Regions from separate parts of the Zea mays genome. Here region 2 is linked to region 1. Evidence: chromatin contacts called from public Hi-C data. All regions are on one chromosome and are shown on one strand. The core of a region is the stretch at or near the end of the contact, and the rest is flanking DNA. Distances in the headings are between cores, read along the strand shown.

Region 1 (6,620 bases), core at 2,042-4,541:
CAGACGGTAAGACCCCCCCCCCCCTGGAACCTGACAGTGCAGGCCCTATAACACCAAATCATAACCTAGGCAGGCGGCAACCACCATTACCATAAGCCGGCGCCAGCGAGGGAGGTTCTTTAACCAACCCCAAAATTCACTCCCATAGGGAGTCAAACCCAGGCGCTGGAGCTGCTACTAAGAAATCACAAACGCAAGGCTATGAAACCTCTCATGTACAGAAAATGAATACTCGTGACAAACAATAACTGGTTCCTAAACTATGAGATACTTAAGGGAGGTCCATTGGCAAGAAACATTTATATAACAGTCAAACATAAAAATCTTATCTTAGAATAAAACAAATGGAATACCTGGATTCTTTATCGAATCCAAACCTTGCTCCAAAATAAAATGCAACAGACATTAGCCAAGAATCACTATGCACTGCAACAAGTGATAGCCAATCTTTTTCATCCATCCCATCACGAGCAAAATTAATTCCAAGAGCTGGCTCTGGCAGTTCAGGAGGGACCTCTTCAGCAGGCAAGTTTATTTCCCATGTCTCATTAGGAAGTCCATATAAACATAAGTTCTCCTTCTCTGTGCAAAACAAAAGAAAATAATATCTCGAATAAGGTATTTGCAGTTGTTTCAGACTCTAAACCTAAAATAGCTCACTTCAAACAAAAATGAATCAAGAGAGAGAGCTGAGACTCTGTAAACACAATAAAAACAGGATGAATAGGAGAGACTCAATTGCCCATATGAAATGAAGCATTCTATCTCTCTTACGTGTTCTTCAAAAATATAGATTGAATATTCCATGCAAAAAAAGGAAAGGGAACATAAAGGGCCAGACTTATTGACCAAAAAAGCATGAAAAAGAGGCACTATGTCCCTATGTAACACTACACAAGTCAGTTCCATATCAACGACCAACAAAAACACTATTGCCCATGGACATTATTTGCCTTTCCCACCCACAACTTTTGATCAGTACTGAGCAACTCATCTTGCATTTCCAGTGACACCCCTAGTCCCCTAACTTCCTGTGCTAAGCATCTAATGATATTGGGAAATTATTGTGGTACAGATTTTGAACCCATGCATGTGTGGGAACAAAATCATAAATGTGACATTAATAACCAACATACTCCCTTGGGCCTAAAATAAACCAGATTCTAGCTACATATCTAAACAAAGCTTTCTGGTTATATCCACAATTATAAGCGACCAGGGTATATGCATTTTTTTGCCAACTTTTCTCACCACGACTTAGGCAAAAGCCAGAAGCTCAAACAGTTAGCCAAAAGCTGAGTTTATATAAGAAGCTAAATAAATTGACTTTACGAGTTTTATGTAGCTTCCTGAATTTAGTAAGCTAATAATATTATCGAAAACCTACGATTGGCTTCTCAAGATCAAAAGCTCCACATCAGTTTTTTTAGAAAAAAAAACTCTAAAGCTGCAGCTAAAATGAAAAATCCCTTATGTGGCCATTGACAAAGCAGGAAATAAGGAGTTAAATCCAGGGGGTAAGGTGTAGTGACAGTTTATACAATACTTTTATTGTCAAAACCAAGTAAGACTATCTCTAGAAACATCCTCTATAGTCTCTATATCTATCGTTTATAGTCTCTTTTAAAAGATTCTCTCATCTATATCTTATTTCTCTTCAGAAGCGTCTTCTATATCTCGTTCTCTACATAAATATCTATATTAAATATATGAAATAATTGGATCTATACCATTAAAAGATTGCAACTTTAGATATATACCATTGGCTCCACATGCCATTGCCTCATATGGACCCCACATGTAAATGAGATAGCAATAATATATATCTAAAGTTGTAATCTTTTAATGGTACGTATATTTTGCTCTATATTTTTGCATGTACGTATACATATTTTAGTTTTGCTTAATCTTTTGTTTAGAGTATTGAAATGAATAGAGAATCTATATACAAAGAGAGGACGGAAGAATGTCCTCTATATTTAGGCACTGTTCCAAATCTCTAGAGCAAATTATTGTCAGAAGTTGTTAGCTTGTTTTAGTTAGGTTGGAGCAGCTAACAACTAATAGCTATAAGGTTTTAGAGGTTTGGAACAGGGCCTTGGAGAACAAGGCTGCTGCTGGAGGGTATAGAAAAAAAAATCTTCCTATATTTAGCAGAATAACTCTTTTACAGTGCGCTGCCGGAGGCAGTCCAACATCTGTGTCCAGAAACTAAACCAATGTTGACGAAAAGAAATGCTATCCTGGCACTCCCACTACGTGACATCAGTGAGTCACTGACGAAAAATCCCCAGAATACCCCTCGTACAGTTGGGGCAGAGGTCGTTGTCCGGGAGCACAACAGGAAATCGATAGCAGCGCACGACTTCTGGAGATGACTGACCAGCGGTGCGGTCGACCAGCTCAGAAGATAAGGATTCCCTCCCCGTCTGCCTTTCCGCTTTCCCACCCCTAGATGAACAGCACCAACTTCAGCGCGGATGTACATCAGAAACGGCAAAACTCTTCTTTCGCAGGAAGACCTAGCAGGGGGGCCCATCTCTCAAGAGGCCCCAGAACCGAAAGCAAGATCGAAAACCGACTGGAAAGCTCAGCGGCTGTCACCAGCATAAGGAGTAACTAGAACGTCGCGAAACCTCAAGCAAAGCTAAGCCGCTGTCACCAGCAAGATCGGAGCAGGAATCCCGCGGCGAAATAGCCTCTCAGGGCGCACCAGAGCGAATAAACGGGCGGAGGAACTTCATAAATTAAGTGAAAGAAACCCCGAAAATCAGCGGACTTAGCCGCTCCGCAGATCGGCGTTTTGGAGAGAACTATCCGTAACTGCAAAGCAAACACGCTCCGTCTAGTAACATCTGAATCCGCACCACCAAAACAGAAACCCTAGGAATCCCAGCCGGGTCAGGGGAGCAGGCTCACCTGGGTCGCACATCACGTAGAACTTCTCCACATCTGCAGCGACAGCCGGAAACCAGTCAGCAGAGAACTCTGAGCCGGAGGGAGAGAGTGACGCAAGCGAAGCAGATGGGGGCATTACCGGTGGTGAGCGCCCTGATCAGGCCGGCCTGGCGCGCGCGGTAGTCCCGGAAGACGTCCTCCGGCGAGCGGGAGACCGGCTGCGTGCCCGGAAAGCCGGCTCCTCCGTCCATCCGTCCCCGGAGCTTGGTCAGGGGGGCCGCTGGAGTTTGGGAGGGAGGGGCGAGGAGAGCTGGGGATTGCACACGAGGACGGCGAGGTGCCGATTGGAAGGAATTGAGAAGCGTCGGCGCTGTGACAGAGAAGACTTCTCTCGGAGAACGAAAAGAGATAGGTCCTCCTACGTTTGTTCACACGCGCGCCTGCGCAGGCGCAGGCGCAGGCCGCGCAGCCGCAGTCGCGGGCCTTCCAATGCGTCCAATAGTTAGTTTGCGCGGGCCTATCTGGCACACCATTGACCCTGCGGCCCATGAAAAGCTAATCTGGGTTTTTATTCCTCGGCTCAAATTTATAGATATTTGTTCTGTTGCGATTTGTCAGTCGTGATATCTCTCCTGCTATATAAAAAGCATTAATTTTCACGGTTCTAGCTGCTCAAATCTAAAAGGTGAAAAAATATAAAATTATTTAAAGTAAGATTGTTAGCTTCAAAACCTCGTTCACACTCATCTAGTCAACAGAACACATAAAGACTTTTTGTTTTGTACTTTCTACTTAAGTATAAATAAAAAATATAGCAACGTATGAGCGCTTTGCTAATTTGTTCTAAACAAAACTTCATCATGACTGATGAGAAACGATCGGGTCGGCTGTCTTTGTTGCATAGGGGCAGGCGTTGCCACTTCTTGTTTTGTGAAAAATTATTGTAGCTGCTCTGAGGAAGACTGTAGCAACAATGTTGCCACTAATGCAACTATCAGAGCAAATATAGTAATAGGATCTAAGTCTGCTTACATGACATTTTTGCTTATGTGGACGAGAGAGATACCAAGAAGTAAGAGAAGTCGGCTCTTATGTAAAAGCAAAACAGAAGGACGAAAGAGAGAGATAAGACATGGGGTTGGGCCACTCATCCATGGGGTTGGGCCAGACCCTAAACTGATCCGTCCACTAAGACAAGTCAAAATCTTGGGTGATGAAGGGGACGCACTTGAGTCCGGTGAAAACAATCTCGATGACCAGGGACCAAGGCTAAGGGAACGAGGTCATGAAAGGAGGATATCATCAGCATGTTCGAGCCTGAGCAATTATCGATAAGCGATTGTTAAGATCACTGCAGATATGAGCTAATGCCGAAGGGTTTACCTTCAGGACGAGGACGTGAATTAGGGTCGTTGAATCCTTCCTCGGCCATCAGTTTAGAAGCACCAAGAAAAAGGAAACTGAGATTTGCAAGAAAAGTGTGCTTGGGTGTGTGGGTAGGGAGCCTTATAAGGCCATGTTAGTTTAAGCCAAACCCGTCGGGATCGGGCCCAATCCCCCTGGATCAGCACAGGCTAGAAAAGATCCTAGCCCACAATGAAACAGCGTTCGTTTCACCCCGTCCGGGCCTCAACCCCGGCCCACCCTGGCTATACCGAGCTCAACCCGGTCAGGAAACATCCCTCGTCACCCTATCGTGGAAAGAACCAACGAGCGAGAGCGCTCAACGCGAGGTGGCGGTGGTGGCTACATCGACGCATACGTACGACACGACGACTGGCGTGGAGAACAATAGCTTTTCGCCGGTACTCACGTTGTCCTCCTCTAACTCCTTCTCACTAGTACGCACTTGCCATCCCGATTCTATTTCCAGATCTCGCTAGGTCTCGCTAGTTCCCAAGATCTCACTTGTTGTTTATTGGATCCTGCATTCCACCTCTTTTAGTGTGTGTTTGATTTGAGGAATGAGCTAGTACATCATCTTCTCACTCCTCATTATTTTTGTTTGGTTTGTGGAATAGAATGAGTTAATCTATCACCATCTCATTCCTCATAGTTAGTTATTTAGTATTAATATGAGGAATGGAGTCATCCCACCAAATCTGAGGAATGAACCCATGGTGCACCATCTTAATTTGGATGGAGCGATTCCTCAAACCAAACACTCTATTTATTCTTAGGGCTCTGTCGTTGGTCTATGCCGTCAATGAGCCCGGGCAGCAGGCCTCCGAGGCGAACGTCGTCGTTGTGACGGTCGTGGCCCTGGTGGCCGTGCTGGCCGTCTCGTAGCTAATGTCCTACTGAGAGACCCGGGTGGCCGATGGCCATTACGAACAGAACATGGAGGCTTTGACTATCACGTTCACATGTTGATGGAGAGTGGATCAATCTGGTAGTATCTGAGTATTTTTGCTTGGCCAGAAGACGCATCGCGATAGCAACAATGTGTTAGAACTGGATATTTGTTTACTTATTCAAGGTATTGAGATTCCAATAATGAACTACTGTCTAGGCTCAGCTTTAGCAGCTATACCTTTCTGAAACTTAGAATTAGTTTATGTAGTTTAGTCGCAAAGTTATACCAAGCACAATATAATTGACAATACATTTATGAACTAACCACTATTCATTTACCTGCCTAGTTATGCTATATAACTGACAATACGCATTCACTGATTTGCAATTAGTATTTATAGGCAACTAATTGGATACACATTCATAGATTCATAAAGGCATGCACCTAATAAGGTGACATGACTGAAATCATATTTATATGCAAAACAGATTCAAATATTAAGAATATCTCGTATTGCTTAGTTTATAACAAGTGATACTAAGAACTTGAGCACTAGTCCAAACTGCAGTATCTAGCTCAGTAGAATGGAGTATGGCCATCGATGATGGAGAGGCTGGGCGTGTGCTCACTGTATCGATGTAGGAGGCAATTGTCCAATACAAATCATATATTTGCATACCTTGAGTAGAGTAATTCTCTATGTACTGAGCAGAGTAATTTAAAAAATTAGATGCATTGAGCAGAGTAATTCTCTATGTATGGCATCATATATTTGCTTTACCTGGAGTAGTTTGAATGTGCAAGACAATACTAGTATTTTCTCATATCTGAATATTTAACGTTTGTCCATCTATACAAGCACATGATTAGTTGGCACTAGAATCATGTGACAAGGAGGAGGAGCACATGCCATGTAACTGCATGTAGAAAGTCAGTTTCGTTATGCAATGCAAGTTTAGAGTTTTGTTTTGAAATAAAGGGCGCATGGAGAAATAGAAACATCATGCTAGCTAATAAACAACTTATGGTAGCTAATAAACAGAAATGTCTTTTTCACAAGTTGCTACTTGGGTTCTTCCGTGACTTGCTCTTGTCATTAGTTGTGAATTATGATTGGTCAAAACTACTAGTTATATGCACATAATACTCCCGAGAGCATATATATTAGTTACTCACTGATTACCTACTCTTCTGGCTTTGAAGAAAACACTCTGAGGTCTAAATGCTAGATCAAATAGTACAATCATTTATTTCCAATTATTTGAAGAACTCTGCCAATACAAATCTCATTTATTTCCAGTTAGTTGTCTAGATGTATTTCTAACAAAAACCTATTATATTTCTAGATTATCTCTGCATCGGTTCGAGTTGGAGAAGACGAACTTCCACCGTCTTGGGACCCTATACCCTCTCCTTTAGGTACTTA
Region 2 (7,013 bases), core at 730-3,229, 270 kb after region 1:
AAAACAGAATCATCATCGGCATGCATGGAGAGTAGTAGTGTATTAGGCATCTCTAGACTGACTTGTTTACTTCACACCTGCTCCATTGCTTTTCTCAATATAGTCCGTAGATATTAACATTTCGAGAAAAAAAGGTATAAAGACGAGATATTTTTTTTAGCATCCATGTGTGCTAAAAAAAAAAGCAAAGACAACAGAAACAGAGAGGACAATCTGAGATGGTGTGAGGATAATCAGGCATTATTATTCGTCTGGCCAGTTAACGTAATTGGGAGCATGTATGTGCAGCAGCGGAGAACCACCAATGCGTATCAGTCTGCTGCTGGGACGACAAAAGTTGAAGCCGCCAGACAATAATCAGGAGTTGATCCGATCAGGAGAATCATCGTGCAACGTAGAGCACCGGCCAGATGGGCAACGAGTGTGGCCGCCAACAATCTCTACTCGACCAAGGGTTCACTTTATTGACAGAGAAAAAATATCAGATATTATGTAACTTTCCATCGACCATTAATTCCATTTGAATAGCGTTGGAGTTCATTGAAGCCCAAAGAAGAAGCTGTTTGCAAAGTGATTAATTAGTGAGCATATTTTAGGCTCACCCGTAGCTATTGCAATATGCCTTTTTCCCCCATGGGCATCTTTGTTCGTCACTACTTGTTCTGGCGTCTAGAATTGAATATCTATGTCCATATACATATAACCCCACGCTAACTAGTAGCTCGTCGTGTCATGCTAAAAACGGAGTAGAGTACTATATGTATATAGCTAGTTTGGTCCTTAACTCGACCATCCTTATTAGTAGAGAGTAACCATATCATACTACATGTGTATATATATAGCAACCCCTAGTGCGTCACTGTGCACTATAACAACCTCCCGCACTAGCTAGAATTTGGGGTGGGCCCCGCGTATCCCCCAAAATCCTCAATTGTTCTACGTCCGGCGTCCGGCCGCCGGTGCGTAGTGGTAGAAAGCAACAGCGCAGCAACCAGACCAGCTCTCGATGATCGGCCGGCCCCACCCACACCGCTATAGATATATTCTTCCGTTCCTCTCTAAGCTAGCTAGAGCTCGGTCATCCATTCCGTTTCCGTCCGTCCACAAACAAGCAACGACGGGGGTTATTCCGGGCAAAAGATAAGAAAAAGGGAACCCGATGGTGACCTGACGACACGCACACACGACGACCAAGATGAGAAAAGAAAGGTAGGGAGCTAGCTAGGGGTCGTCGACGTCGACGTCGACTTCGACGCGACGTACGGACGCCGTAATACGCACGCACCGTACCGTGCTCGTAGACGAAGCCGTCGAAGCTGGAGCAGCCGGGCCCGCCGTTGAGCCAGAGCACGACGGGGTCCCGGGCCGGGTCGCGCTCCGACTCCACCAGGTAGTAGAACAGCCGCCTGCCGTGCCGCTCGTCCACCGTCACGTACCCGGCGTAGTGCTTCGACGGCAGCTGCTGCTTGTTGCCGAACCCCGGGACGCTCGTCACCAGCGCGCCCGGCGGCGCCGCGACGGCGAGGAAGGAGGTCGCCACCACCACCGCCGCCAGCAGCCAGAGGCGGGCTGCTGGTCGAGCGGCGGTAGCAGAGCCGCACGCCATTGCTTGCCGCTGCGGTAGTGTAGTGGATGGGCAGGGCTAGCTCGATTGACGTACCGTCGTCGGCGGAGCTTGCTAGCTAGCTAGCTAGGAGCCTAGGACGGACGGCGGCAATGGCACAGTGACCAGTCGGGATGATTGATACGGCCGGAGGCGTTTAAATACACACACGGTGAGCTGCCGCCCGCCTGCATGCGCCGTTACTATTAGTGAGGGGATTGGATGGTGACGTCGACGATAAAGCCGGTGCGCGCGCGCGCGGCAGTCCTGTTGGAATTCTCACCGTCGCACAGCGCCACAGCCTACCCAGTGCCCAGTGGAGTCGGCCGCCGAACAACGCATGGATATGTTGACTAGTTGACGGACTTAGCGAAAACAGAACTTAGTTAATTAATCTCTTTCTCTCTCTCTCTATATATATGGACGAACTAATGGAAGCCCAGGGCTTCCATTAGTATCGGGAAGCCCCAGCCAATTAGACGCAATCGGTCAGACCGCAGGTTTGTTCGGCGGTTTATGGTCTGATCGAACCACAACGTAAATCATAAGCCAACAGATCGTAAACCCGTGTGTATTTTAGCGTAAAATGGTATACGCGATAAAATCTCGAACGATAACTGAAGCCTCCCGAAAATATCGCCTAGCATGCACGTAAGCAGAAACGCGAGGCATAAATATGTACATACAATGGCGTAACTGGTTAGATATACTTCAGTAAATATAAATCTGTTTCAACAAACCGCGATAAATTCTCTCGAGTTGTTATCACCAGTCCGACAATATCTCCTGGCATGCAGGAACAAACTTTATAGATCGTAATTGACCGAACAAAATAGCGTAAACATTGTACACGGGATTGGTTAGCTCAGGGCATATAAAAAGGAACGTGGCGGCTGATTGTATTGCATTGTTTACAATGGCTGACGGCAGAGAAGAAGAAGCAGGCGATGATAATTCTGCGTCATTGCACATAGCTGCACCAGGTAAATTTGCAATTGAATTATTACTTCAGTTCATAAAATAATTAGACAAATATGATGGCCGGCTTGCAGACACATGCAGTGGTCTACCAGCAGCGCCCACATCAAGAATTATATCTCCAAACTGTGGTGCGAGTCCACGGATAAATATAGTAACACCACCTGCAGAATTACGAGCGCCAGGGGTCAATGATGGCAATACAACAATAATTGAAACAATGGTAGCAGCAAATCAAATGGTGCCTATGAGGACCATTAGTGATCATGAACAAGATACACCTAATATCCTCCGAAGTCATGTAAGTTATTTATCTTTGGTTATGTCAATTATACAATTTATAAAATTAAGACTGTAACTAATATAAAATTAATTGTATTTATGATTATGTTAATTCACAGCCTGAAAGTATTGATCCAACCATGGTGCCTAGGATCGGTATGACATTTGGAAATGTCGATGAGGCATACAATTTTTACAGTCGTTACGCATATGAGGTTGGTTTTCCACTTAAAAAGTATAGGGAGAGAAAGAACTGTAAGTGGTTAAATTGTTCAATGGAGGGTAGAAATACAGAAAGTTAGCTAGTAATCCTAGAATCCGTAATACATCATCGAGGAGAACACAATGCAAGGCTGGTTTGAAACTAAAAAAATCTATGATGACTCAAAAGAAAATATTGTAGCCGTAAGAATCGATCTGGTGCACTTAGAACATAATCATGAATTCATTAAGAAGGATACTGTAAAGAAACACCTACAATGCAACAAAACTCATGATCCTGAGTACATGGAGTTTCTCAGTTCAATGCAGCAAAGCAGAATCCCGCAACACTGTATCATGGACTTCGTGTCTGAGATGCATGGTGGTCCAGAAAACGTACCAATTACAGCAAAGGACATTGCTAATTTGTAAGAATCATTTTCTTTATGTATCTATTATATAAATTTTAAAATCCATTTCAAGTTAATGAGTAATAATTATAATTTTTTGTTGAAATATACAGGAAACAGGCAAAGCAACGAGAAAAGAATGCCAATGATGTGTCTAAGCTTTTGGCTTTTTTTCATTATGCAAAAGGGATAATCCACAATTTTTCTCTGATTTCTAGTTAGACAGCGAAGGAAAAATATTGAGTATTTTTTGGTCTCATGCTAGTCAGCAAGGAGAGTATGTTGATTTTGGGGATGCAGTTACCTTTGATACAACTCATAAGACTAATTTGTATGGAAAACCTCTAGGAATGTTTGTTGGTGCAAACCAACACCTACAATGCACAGTGTTTGGGTTCTCATTATTGGGAGATGAAACTGTTGAAACATTCGAGTGGGTATTTAATGCATTCAAGACATGCATGGGGACTGAAGGACCAAGAGTCATGTTGACAGGTATGATTTATGTAGATATAATAACTATAAACTCGAAGTACATGCAATATAAATTCAATATCTTGTGCGTATTTACAATGCATGTGAGTCTTGTTTTGTTATGTACCATACAATGTTTGCATAAAAATATGCATATAATAATGTCAAACAATGAATATTTACAGATCAAGACCCTGCAATGCCAGTGGCATTACGTCGGGTCTTCCCAAACACAGTCCACAGGTTGTGTCTATGACATGTGCAAAATAGGTACATGCCATTTCTAAATGAGTTGTATGCACGATATGCTGAAGTGGATTTTAAGACAAAATTCCAGTCTATAGTACATCATCCATTGACTGAAATAGAGTTTGAGGCTGCATGGAAATTGTTGATTGATGAATTCAACTTGCATGAAGATGGAACACTTAGAAAATTATATGCAATGCGTAAGGAGTGGATACCTGTTTTTTTCAAACATGACTATTGTGGGCTTATGGTGTCAACGCAACGTAGCGAGAGCATGAACAAACTCGTGAAGAGCGCTCATGTCGATTCAAACACCCCACTTCATGAGTTTGCTAAGCAAATGTTGAAACTACTGCATAGCAGGAAGATGCAAGAAGGAAAGGAAACACTAGGATGTATGGTATGTAATATTATTTATGCATTATACTATTTAGTAGGCTCGCAAGACGTAACTAATTATTTTATATGCAGGGTCAAAAAGAAACCACAACTCTATATATGTTCGAAATTAGGGTTGCAAGGGCATACACCAGGGCTGTGATGAATAGATTCGAGGAGTCAATAAAATACGCTACTGCATATAGGATAACACTTGATCCAGATGGAGGCGCAAATGATTGGTTGGTGCAGCATACATCAAGATCGAAAAGAATCGTGTGGGGGCAACACCAATTCAAAGTGAATGCAGATGTAGAGGCAGGAAAGTTTAAATGTGAATGCAAACAGTGGGAACACACAGGTAAGCAAGAGTTAAGAAATAACGTCGTATTATTTATACGCTAATAAATAAAGCTGAATGTGAAATGTTGCACCCTTGTTTAAATGTAGGACTATTTTGTGTGCATCTAATCCGAACATTCATGCACATTCAACTAGAGAGGATACCTAAGGAATACATTCTACAGCGTTACACATACTCAGCTAAGCAAGATGTGGTATTTTCAAGAGATGACAGGAAAATGAGTGGAAAAGATGGAGAAACAAAATCATATAGGCAAAAAATATTGCTTAAAAAGGCAATGAAGGTAGTAAACCAAGCTAGTATGTCAAAGGCAGGGAGTGATAAGGCTTTGGACACAATGGATGAACTGTTGGAGATGCTTGGGCGTTTAGAGCCAGATATAGGATGTGAAGATGCTGGTGGTGCAACTACTGGAGAGGGCAACCATGTGGGTGTTCTTTTATATAAAATTGTTGAAAATTTTATTCAGAACTTAATTATTGCTAATTGTAAAAAATAAACGTTGCAGGGCGAAGAGGATGATGTTGGAAACGCTGAAGATGAACATGTATCGCAATGTGATAACGAGGAGCATGTGGCAGTACATTCACGACAACAGGTAATATTATGGCAAAAAACAATGTAATTTATGTATAGTGCAAACAAATGGGATGATTTATACATTATTTGTAATATTGACTATAATGCACTAATGAGTAGGATGGAGGCTTAAATATTGATGCACATCATCAATCTGAACTGCAAATGACGCTTGTTGGAAATGATGATTGTGAAGGAACACAATATGGGGATGTTAGAAAGGTATGAAATCTAAATTTATTAAATTGCAGATATTATGTATATTTAATGATAGTAACTATTTATAATTTGACATAACATATGTACCTATAAAAACTTCTTTGTATGGCATGTAGAGACTGGAATATGATGTAGATGGCATAAGCTTATTGCGTCCAATTAATGCAAGGCCAAAGGGAAGGACAATAAAAACTAGTGAACAAAGAGTTCTAAAACTGGGTGCGAAAGGAGAAAAGAAGACTCGAAAGTGCCAAAAATGTGGCATTGCTGATGGACACAACAGTCGAACCTGCTTGTCTGTAGAGGAAAATAGGGTTAAATTGGCTAGCCTTGCCGATAGAAAAAGAGGACGACCGCCTGGGTCTAGAAACAAAAATTCAACAATGGCCCCACAGTGGAATGAGACATCCACATCAAAAAAACATAAACATACTGATTCTGAAGAACATGGTTCGGATGACGATAATTTGGCAGGATTGTAAAACATTTATACATAAATAATGGATGATATTGAAATGTTATGATCATGATACTATTTGATGATTATGAATATTTACGTTAAAAGCTCACTGTATGGAATAGATCTATTAATGCGACGTAATTATTTGTTATGAGCTATGCTACTGATGGATTTGTTTGGCTATATAATCATATATTCACTGCATCTCGTACAGTATTTATGTTGAAAGAATCAAATATCCGGCGAAATGAAGTCAATATGTAGGGGCTGGCGCCAAACGAAAAAACTAAATGAATAAGCGTAAACATGTTCAGTTATATGCATAAACAGTATCAGATTTATGCATAACTGAACAAAGATAGGCAGCACATTAACACTGGATAAACATGCGCATTCAGTAAATAAGTACATAAAACAAAGTAAACATGTTCAGTTATATGCATAAACATTATCGGATTTTTTGCATAGTCAATACAAGGAATTATTGAAAATATTGAACAGAACTGATCAAAGATAAGCAGCACAATGAAGCTGGATAAATAGGCGCATAAAGTAAATAAGTATACAAAAAAGCATAAACATGTTCAGTAATATGCATAAACAGTATCAGGTTTTTGCATAATCAATACAGAGAATAACTGAAAAGACTGCATAAATGAACTTAGAAAGGAAGCACATTGGCACTGGATAATCAGGAACGTACAGTAGATAACGGAATAAAACATCCGATGCATTGAAGAACATCACTGAATAAGATATAAAAACCATAAGACAAATAATAAAGTGCAGAACTATCATATATAAATATAACCATCT

The links. Hi-C and Micro-C count contacts between places; a contact is called where the count stands out from the background.
Region 2: a Hi-C map of leaf shows a contact between it and region 1, with 7 times the contacts expected there. The contact joins the promoter of LOC100282964 here to the promoter of LOC100283100 in region 1. A contact is called at or near these places in 3 of 25 Hi-C or Micro-C datasets (ear, leaf and tassel).

The regions. Positions count from the first base shown.
Region 1 is chr3:137,535,220-137,541,839 of Zm-B73-REFERENCE-NAM-5.0, forward strand. It overlaps LOC100283100, which reads right to left and starts at 3,292. Exons shown (of 5, transcript NM_001156002.2): 1 at 3,038-3,292; 2 at 2,920-2,952; 3 at 354-582. The coding sequence starts at 3,149.
Region 2 is chr3:137,810,553-137,817,565 of Zm-B73-REFERENCE-NAM-5.0, forward strand. LOC100282964 (serine carboxypeptidase 1) reads right to left here and starts at 1,980. Exons shown (of 13, transcript NM_001155869.2): 1 at 1,291-1,980. The coding sequence starts at 1,606.